3 separate regions of the Gossypium hirsutum genome follow, and regions 1 and 3 are each linked to region 2. The links are chromatin contacts, called in public Hi-C maps. All regions are on one chromosome and are shown on one strand. The core of a region is the stretch at or near the end of the contact, and the rest is flanking DNA. Distances in the headings are between cores, read along the strand shown. Region 1 holds the start of LOC107889745. Region 2 holds the start of LOC107889813. Region 3 holds the start of LOC107889821 (somatic embryogenesis receptor kinase 1).

Evidence for each region. Hi-C and Micro-C count contacts between places; a contact is called where the count stands out from the background.
Region 1: a contact with region 2 is called in a Hi-C map of leaf, with 2.0 times the contacts expected there. The contact joins the promoter of LOC107889745 here to the promoter of LOC107889813 in region 2. A contact is called at or near these places in 6 of 34 Hi-C or Micro-C datasets (hypocotyl, leaf and seedling).
Region 3: a contact with region 2 is called in a Hi-C map of leaf, with 2.0 times the contacts expected there. The contact joins the promoter of LOC107889821 here to the promoter of LOC107889813 in region 2. A contact is called at or near these places in 15 of 34 Hi-C or Micro-C datasets (anther, callus, hypocotyl and 2 more).

Annotation. Positions count from the first base shown.
Region 1 is chrD06:30,353,323-30,356,022 of Gossypium_hirsutum_v2.1, reverse strand. LOC107889745 reads right to left here and starts at 1,260. Exons shown (of 20, transcript XM_016814338.2): 1 at 798-1,260; 2 at 512-556. The coding sequence starts at 1,127.
Region 2 is chrD06:30,187,920-30,190,619 of Gossypium_hirsutum_v2.1, reverse strand. LOC107889813 reads left to right here and starts at 1,374. Exons shown (of 2, transcript XM_016814372.2): 1 at 1,374-1,729; 2 at 1,817-2,125. The coding sequence starts at 1,507. The coding sequence ends at 1,971. It overlaps LOC107889803, which reads right to left and starts at 946. Exons shown (of 3, transcript XM_041095469.1): 1 at 705-946.
Region 3 is chrD06:30,021,296-30,023,995 of Gossypium_hirsutum_v2.1, reverse strand. It overlaps LOC107889821 (somatic embryogenesis receptor kinase 1), which reads right to left and starts at 1,277. Exons shown (of 11, transcript NM_001326767.2): 1 at 764-1,277. The coding sequence starts at 857.

The DNA.
Region 1 (2,700 bases), core at 11-2,510, 170 kb before region 2:
AAACATGAATGATAAAGTAAACATCACATTAATATCTATATCATGATTTTCTAGAATTTTCAGGTGACATTTAAAGTGAACAAGCTTTTACTTCCTGCTGCCCCTGCTCCCTTTTTCCCTTTATCTCTATGATGATCGAATCATTTGTTCAGCTGCACTTTGCATTCTCTAAAACATTGTGAACCTTTTTCCACTATTTTCCACAAATATTTTAAACATTGACTGAATTTTCTGTACCATTTAACTTTTTTAAGTACCGATGAACTGGAATTTTGAGAAAAACAAAGCTACAAAAAAGCGCAATGTTCAGTAGAAAAAAATCATAACTTAACAGTAAAATTTAAATAGGGGACAGGTGAAAATGTAAAGATATCAGCCAAATGATGGTCGGTTTGATTATAAAGGGAATCAGTTAATAGATGAACTAACAGAAATTTAAATCTCCCCGAGCTTAACATGCAAGACAAACGCTTTATAACTGAATCTTATGCACAATACTGAAATAATATACCGGCCCAAGTTCCACCAGAATTTTTCGAAGCTCGGCAGCTCTAACCTGCAAATCAGAAACAGTAAAAATCAAAATTTCAAGAAAACTTCAAAATATGTAAGGCTTCCTTCGGCTGAAATTAAAATTTTGGAATAATAAAAAATTGAATTTTTAACTTTTGGGAGTAACAACACATAATTCTAATGGCGTAAAAATTTAGAAAACGGAGTCAAACAAATTCGACGTCAGCATCAATTTTCTCAGAAAGTGAGTCTACTTTAAACGTAAGGAGTAATTAAAGTTAAACCTTGAACATTTGATCGGATCGTTCCATAAGATTATCAATATATCGAACTCCGAACCATTTTCCAAAAGTAGTACCGACTTGAATAAGCCGACGCAACAAAATCAGGGGTTTTCTTCTATAAATAGCGGCGATTCGTGAAGGGCTGTAATCGAGTAAGGACTCAGCCTCAAAGGCACTGAGCTGGAAAAGGTAACCTGACTTCTTCGTGAAAGAATCAACTTCAAGTCCCGCAGCGGCGCGTATGATGGGGCGTGGTTTTGAACGGAAGCTAAGTTTTGGAGTGGCGGGAAAGGAGTGGATTGGAGAGGAAGGAAGAAGTAGTGGAGCCATTTACTCCTTTTTCGGTGTAACTGTTTCTGTTTAAACTTTTTTTCGGTTCTTTTTCATGAAAATATGAAAGAGTTAGAGAAATAGAAATGGTATGCGATGGACAAAATAGGAAAAAGAAAATGTGACAGAATAATAAATGCTGAGGTTAGAAAATTATGTGAAAAAGGAAAGAGGAGCAAGCGTACAGGCACCGTCCTTTTTTTTCGTCCTTTAATATTTTATCCATTTCCAAGGGATGCGTACCTGCCTCCTGCCAGAAAATAAAAAATTTAATTTTTTCCATATCTTAACATCGGGTAGGATCTAATTAGTGTACTTTATTCCTAAAGCACACCATATACATATAGAAAGTACAAATTTAGAATATAAATAAATATTTAAAATTAGTATATAATAATAAAATATATGAGTTGAAACTAATTAATAATAAGGTAAACTATTATAATAGTCACTTTTGTTTATTTTATGTTACATTTTAGTTTTAAAATATTATATTTTAGTCACTTACGTTATCGCATTATAACATTTTAGTCACTGAACCATTAATTTTCAGTAATAGTATAACGATAAACTGACGTGGCATGTTAAAACATCAGTTCAAACAAAATTTTTAGGTTAATTTATACAATCGATCTCATATTTTTTGGTTTTGAGTAATTTTTTTCTATTATATTCTTTTAACTTTTTTTCCATTCCCTTCTGCTTTTCCCTCTATTTCCCTTCATTACCTAATTCTTTTAACATAATTTTTTTATGTTTTTCATTTATTAAAATTAGAATCTATACTTTTATTTTTTTTGAACAATTTAATTTTTTCGAGTGAGGTGAGATTGTGGACTAGTTTTAACAAATGAAAAATATAGAAAAACTACGTTAAAAGAAATGAGGAAGGGAGGAAAACAGAGGGAGAAGTAGAAGAGAATGAAAAAAAAAGGAAAGTTAAAAGAACATAAAAAAAATTAAATTGCTCAAAATGAAATATATATATATGAACCAATTGTAGAATTTAACCTAAAATTTTTGTTTGAAATGATGATTTAACGTGTCACGTTAGCTTACTGTTACACCGTTAACGGCTCTGTGACTAAAATGTTACAATGCAATAACGTAAGTGACTAAAACGTAACATTTCAAACAAAAGTAACTAAAATGTAACATGAGGCAAACAAAAGTAACTATTTTGGTAATTTACCCTTAATAATAACACATTAAATATGTGCGATGTTAAAATGAAAATAAATTAGATTAAAATTGTTCATTATGGTGTTGTCATCAATCTTGAGTGTCGAGTTAACTTGTTACACCAACTCAACGAAATACATTAACATAGATACACAATTGATATACGTAATAAAGTGTGCATGATAAAAATTAAAATTAAAATATCAAAATAAAGTTTTAGCTAAGTGGTAAATTAAATATTTTACTAATGCAATTGGTTCGAATTCAAATCTCATCATATTCATACTTTTATTGTTTTTTTTAAATAAAAAGACTAAATTACACTTGAATAATATAACTTATTTTAACTATGAAAGAGTATTTTTGTAATTTCTCTAACTGAGCTGATGAC
Region 2 (2,700 bases), core at 125-2,624:
CATATATATAGACACAAACAAACACATTTAGATAAGCAATTACAAAAAGCTATCTGTCTAATGACAATATCACTTAACTGAATTAATCATACTTTTTTCCTACTAAAATTTAAAAAAAATCAAAAAAATACAACAATTTTTCGTGCATAAGAAAGAAAGTACGTTTCATTCATTCAAAAATAACAATAATTGTTAAATATTTGGAGATTCATTGCAAAATCCAACCGTCGAATGTGATTTTATGATCATTTATATAATTAATTTTCAGTATCGAAATATCAACAATAGATTGGAGAGCTTGAATTCGAGTAATTAGTAATGTTTCTTATCGTAAAGCTAAACCCTAGAAACAATTAAAAAGAACATCATCAAAACTTTTAAATACAAAAGATACAGAGAATTCAGCAACGATATGGAATTTGGATACGAAATTTGATTTAGTCTATATTTCTTCTATTTTTATCAACCAAAATAGTTTGGAAGAGTTACAAAGCGGTAAAGCAAAAGAGGCCCAAAGCAAAAGAGGCAGAGCAAAGCAGCAGTAGAGGCACAAAGCAGTAAAGCAAAAGAGACACAAAAGCCAGAATTTTCCCTCTTTTTTTTTTCTGTTGGAAGAGTTACTTACCTGCGGAAGAGGAACTAAAAAGCAACTAAAAACAAAGCATAATTAATAATTAAAGAGAAGAAGAAGAAAACAAACTCACCTGCGGAAGAGAAATAAAGAACAGGAAAGAGCTTTCACAGTGAAAATGTGAAAAAAATGGGCATAAAGCTTTCACAGTAGAGGAAAGAACGTTTTTTTTTTGGGGGGGGGGGAGAAGACAGGTTAATTTGGTCAATTATCAGCCAAAAGCACTTCAAGCTTTTTCGATGGTGAAATTTTTAGCTCTTCATTTGGAGAAAATGACGTTTTAGATGGTGAATTTTTTGAGAAAATGGAGGCCATTCTTCATTCCTTTTAAGAGAAAAGGACTTTTTATTGCAGAAGTCCTTCTAAAACGCAATGGAGAACGGGGCCTAAATCTATAACTTTACACCTAAAACAAGACTAATGACATAATTTAACCAAACAGATTTAACTGTTACCATCGGGTTAGGATTAAAATTTCAAAACTCAAAAAGGTAAGGACTAAAATTAATCAAATTAAAGTACATGTACTAAATCTACAATTTACACAAAGTATAGGGTCTAATAACAAAAATTGAACCTTTTGTACTATATAATTGGAACAGGTCATATTATTTTAGAGTAGGGCCTACATCAGGATTCATGAACTCTATTATTCTTTTGATTGGATAAATAATATATGAAACGGTGCGTTTCCGGAAACCGTATTTGTAATCGGGATAGGATAAAGGCAGCCCTACAACCAAACAAACCTGAACCGAGACTCGTACAAATAAATGCCAAAAACCCTAGACTCTGGAGTAATAGAAAGAAACAGAAACCCTAGCAATATTTTCTTCTTAACGTTTAAGAAGAACAAGGGAAAATCCTAAAAGAAAATGGCAAAGTCGATGAGATCGAAGAGAGAGAAGAGGCTGAGAGCCATAAGGAGGGAAATAGTGGAACCTTTCTATCAGAAGAAAGATGAAGCTAAGATGGTTGCCATAGAGGCTGCCCTGGCTGCCCCTAAGCTGCCCGCCTCTTCCCCACCCTCTGGTTCTATGCAGCTCGAAGAACAAGTTACCGCACCCAGTTCCGCAACAACCAATCTGAACTCCATGGGTATATATATACATATGATTCAATTTCAGATTTTCTTTTTCCCTTCTGTTTATATATGTAATTCATTCGTTTTCTGCCATTGGACAGAGGTGGAGATGGCTGACTGTGATGAAAACAAGACCAAGGCCTCCTTGAGAGCTATTGGTAGAATAGGAAAGATGTCCAAAAAGAAATTGAAGATCGCCAAAAAGAAGCGCCGCGCCGGTGGTAAGGGAAAGATCAGGGGGAAGCGTAATCTTTGATTCTTAACTCTCTACTCCCAAATTTTTCTTGCCTTTTTATCCTTTTTATGTTGTAATACTATTATCGTCGAGTTTGTCTAGTTGAACGAGATAACACTGAGTTGTTACGCTTTTCTTTTCTTTTTTATTTGAAATATTAATTAGTAATGCTGTAGCTTAGGTGCTAATTTTACTAGTATCTAATTAAATGATAAAAACCAGTGAGCTAAATTCTTAAATAATGCTAAATATTGTTAAGAATTCAAAGGTTGCTTTTACTTCCCTTAATGGGATTATTCTAATTCAGTGTTCTTACTTTATTAGTTCCTTTTGGTGTGGAATTATATATGTTTTACTAAGGTTCTATTGAAATTAAGCTTGTTTGCTAATTGAAAACTTCAAAAAAATGGAAGAAAAAAAAGTAGAAGGAAAATAAAAGCATTGAGTAGAAGTAATTGATTAAAAGAAAATTGAAAGAGGGGTTGTCTATAATGTGGGAATAAAACTAAATTGCTTTGTTTAAGCATCTATAGGGCGGAACTAAGATGGTCTGTATGAGGACCTGTAAGGTTAGCATGCATATGAGAGTAAGTTAAAGATGATAACAACTGGTTTTTACTGGCAACCCTTGAAAAATGAAGAAATGACTTTCTATTGGTAAAGAGTAAAACTGTAAACTCTAGGAGATGACTTTCTATATTCTTTGTTCTTCCATAAGAAACCATGAGTTTTTAGAGATAATGGGTTGAA
Region 3 (2,700 bases), core at 28-2,527, 170 kb after region 2:
CACTCACAAAGCATTAGAACGTCTATCAACAAGCAGAAAGCAGTTACTTGAAGAAGCTTAAACAGTTTGAAACAGTACTATCATACTTCAACAGTTACAGCAACAAAATCTTCTAAATTTTGCAGTTCTGGAAGTCAAATGTAAATATAACATACATTGAACCAGTAGTTAACCAACAAAAAAGAAGCAATACAAAATTCTTTAATATTAAACAGCGCGAGTTTAATGACCTCATGAGCATAATAGATCTGCTATCAAACCAGCAAGGGATGTGAAAAACAATTTCAATTGTGCGATGAAGCCATGACTTCTACAGTATCACCAACATTTAATGTCTAAAGTACGCAACTACTGTGAACAATAAAATGTCACAATCTGAAATTATTACAAAGCCATTCTAGAAAAAGCATTTTTCTGAGACATGTTCTAAGATACCCAATATAACAAAAGTCACAAATTGTACAACCATATTGCATAATACTAACATTTGATTGACAACAAGGATCAGAATCCGTACAATCAAATTAAACACTTCTAAAGTAATCTCCCAAAAGCAGAACACACAAAAAATGAAACTTCCAACCATCAGGAAAACAAGTATAAAGCACACACATTTTCAAACTCAAAACCAAATTATAAGAAGAAATATCAAAAGCCCCATTCAGCGAAGTTACAAATATCAGGGATCAAACTCCAAAAATAATTGAATGCAAATAACAAAAAGGAGTTGCCGGTAGAGAAAAAAAAAGTAAGACATGTTCACCTTCCACATTAGCAGAAATAAGCCAGAATGGATGCAGTAGCACCGAGATCAAACAAACCAAAACCAAAGATTTAACCTTTTTGCTTCCTTCCATTTGACAAAAGAAAGGGGAAACTAAAAGCTGCAACTTTTTAATTTAAATTTTTTTAAGCTCTCAATCTAAATATCCTTAGATCCAAACAATACAGAAACCCCAACAGCACAACATTACAGCAAAAAACCAAAAAACCAAAAACCCTAGCTCTCAAATCCCACCATTACCGCCCAAAAATCTCCTCAATCAAATCCTTCCCTTTGATCCCACTCCCCTCCATTCAAAAGCACGCCCAAAAAAGGCAGCCAACAAAAACATATATACAAAGAAAAAGAACAGAAAAAAACCAAGCCAAAAATTACTCTTTTTTTAAACCCTTTCTTTTAGCAAGTTTTAAAAAACAAAATAAAAAAGAAATGAACTTTCCTTTTTGCGTTTCTCAAAACTTTCTCTTTGTAAGTCAAGTGATGGAGTGATTTTGAGAGAGAAAGGGAAAAATAATTTTTATTTTATCTTTTTTTTTTCCTTAGAGAAATGAGAGCGAAGCGTGCAGTAAAAGAGGTGACCGAACGTGCTGACCGTTGCCCGAACGCAGTCAAAACGGGTTCGCGCTATATAATGGAAAGTGACATAAATAAGGCTTTGAGGGTACCTTTGGGATTTCATTTCCGTTTTCGGTCAAAATGTTGGACCGTGGATCCCCCACTGCGCATCTCTTTTAATTGAAAATCTTTTGTGCTATAATTATTGAAAGTAATATGATGAGAGTTCCGTTTATACACTTCTAAATTTAAAGTTAGTATACGGCTTTCTTTTACTTATTTTAATTCTTTTAAGGGTAAATCTTAAATTTATAATTTGATATATGAATTTTGATTTGTTACGATTATACACATGTAATTTGAATTATTTGTATATTAAACTTTATTTTTGATTTAATTTTACTCATTTTAATTAATATATATTTATTTTCATATCAGATTAATATAACTAATTGTGTATACAATACATCAATGTAAAATTGTGCTAATTCGATGATGTTAGTAATTTGAGAAAATTGAATCAAATCAAATTTTCATGTATAAAATTGCACAAAATCAAAGTTCATTTATAACATTACACATTAAATTAAAATTCATGTATAATTTTAATATTTATCTATTTTTTTATTATATCTTAAATCTATCCATTCCAAATTAGTTCTATCTAATAAATTACATCATATTTAAATATTGATTCCATGTAATAAATTTGAGAAACTTTAACATTAATACTTTAAATTTGATATTTATTAAATAAATGAATTTTTTTAAAATATTTGTTGAATTATAAATGAGATTTTGGTATAGTTGATAAAGACTAAAGTCTTACGACATATCTTAAGTTCAACTCACTTTTACATAAAACTTTTACATAAAACATGTGATGTTTGTCTCTAAATTTTTTTAGACTTAAGACTCACCATATATGAGTCGCTTCTTATATTAGTTCAATTATGCCTTACAATGCTATTTGTAGTTGTTTTGGAGTAATTTTAAACTTCAAAATATTAAGAAAAATGTATTTAAACCCTGAAGTTTCATTTAAAAAATTCACTTATTTATTAAATAAAAGGATAATTTTATCATTTATTAGTTATTGTTGTTATCTTCAATCTTTATATTCAATATTTTTAATTAAAATAATAAAAAATAATTATAATTATATTATATATTAAATATAATGCATTGTTTTTTTTTTAAAAAACCCAAATGAGCGATTCCATTCAACTCAATCAAATAACGTCTACCATAACAAAGTCATGAAGTTCGTGGAGTAATCCACACAAAATCAAACCTCATTAGCGTCATTTAAAACCATGCAGCATAGCAAGTCGGCAACTTTATTGGTCAATCATAAGTAA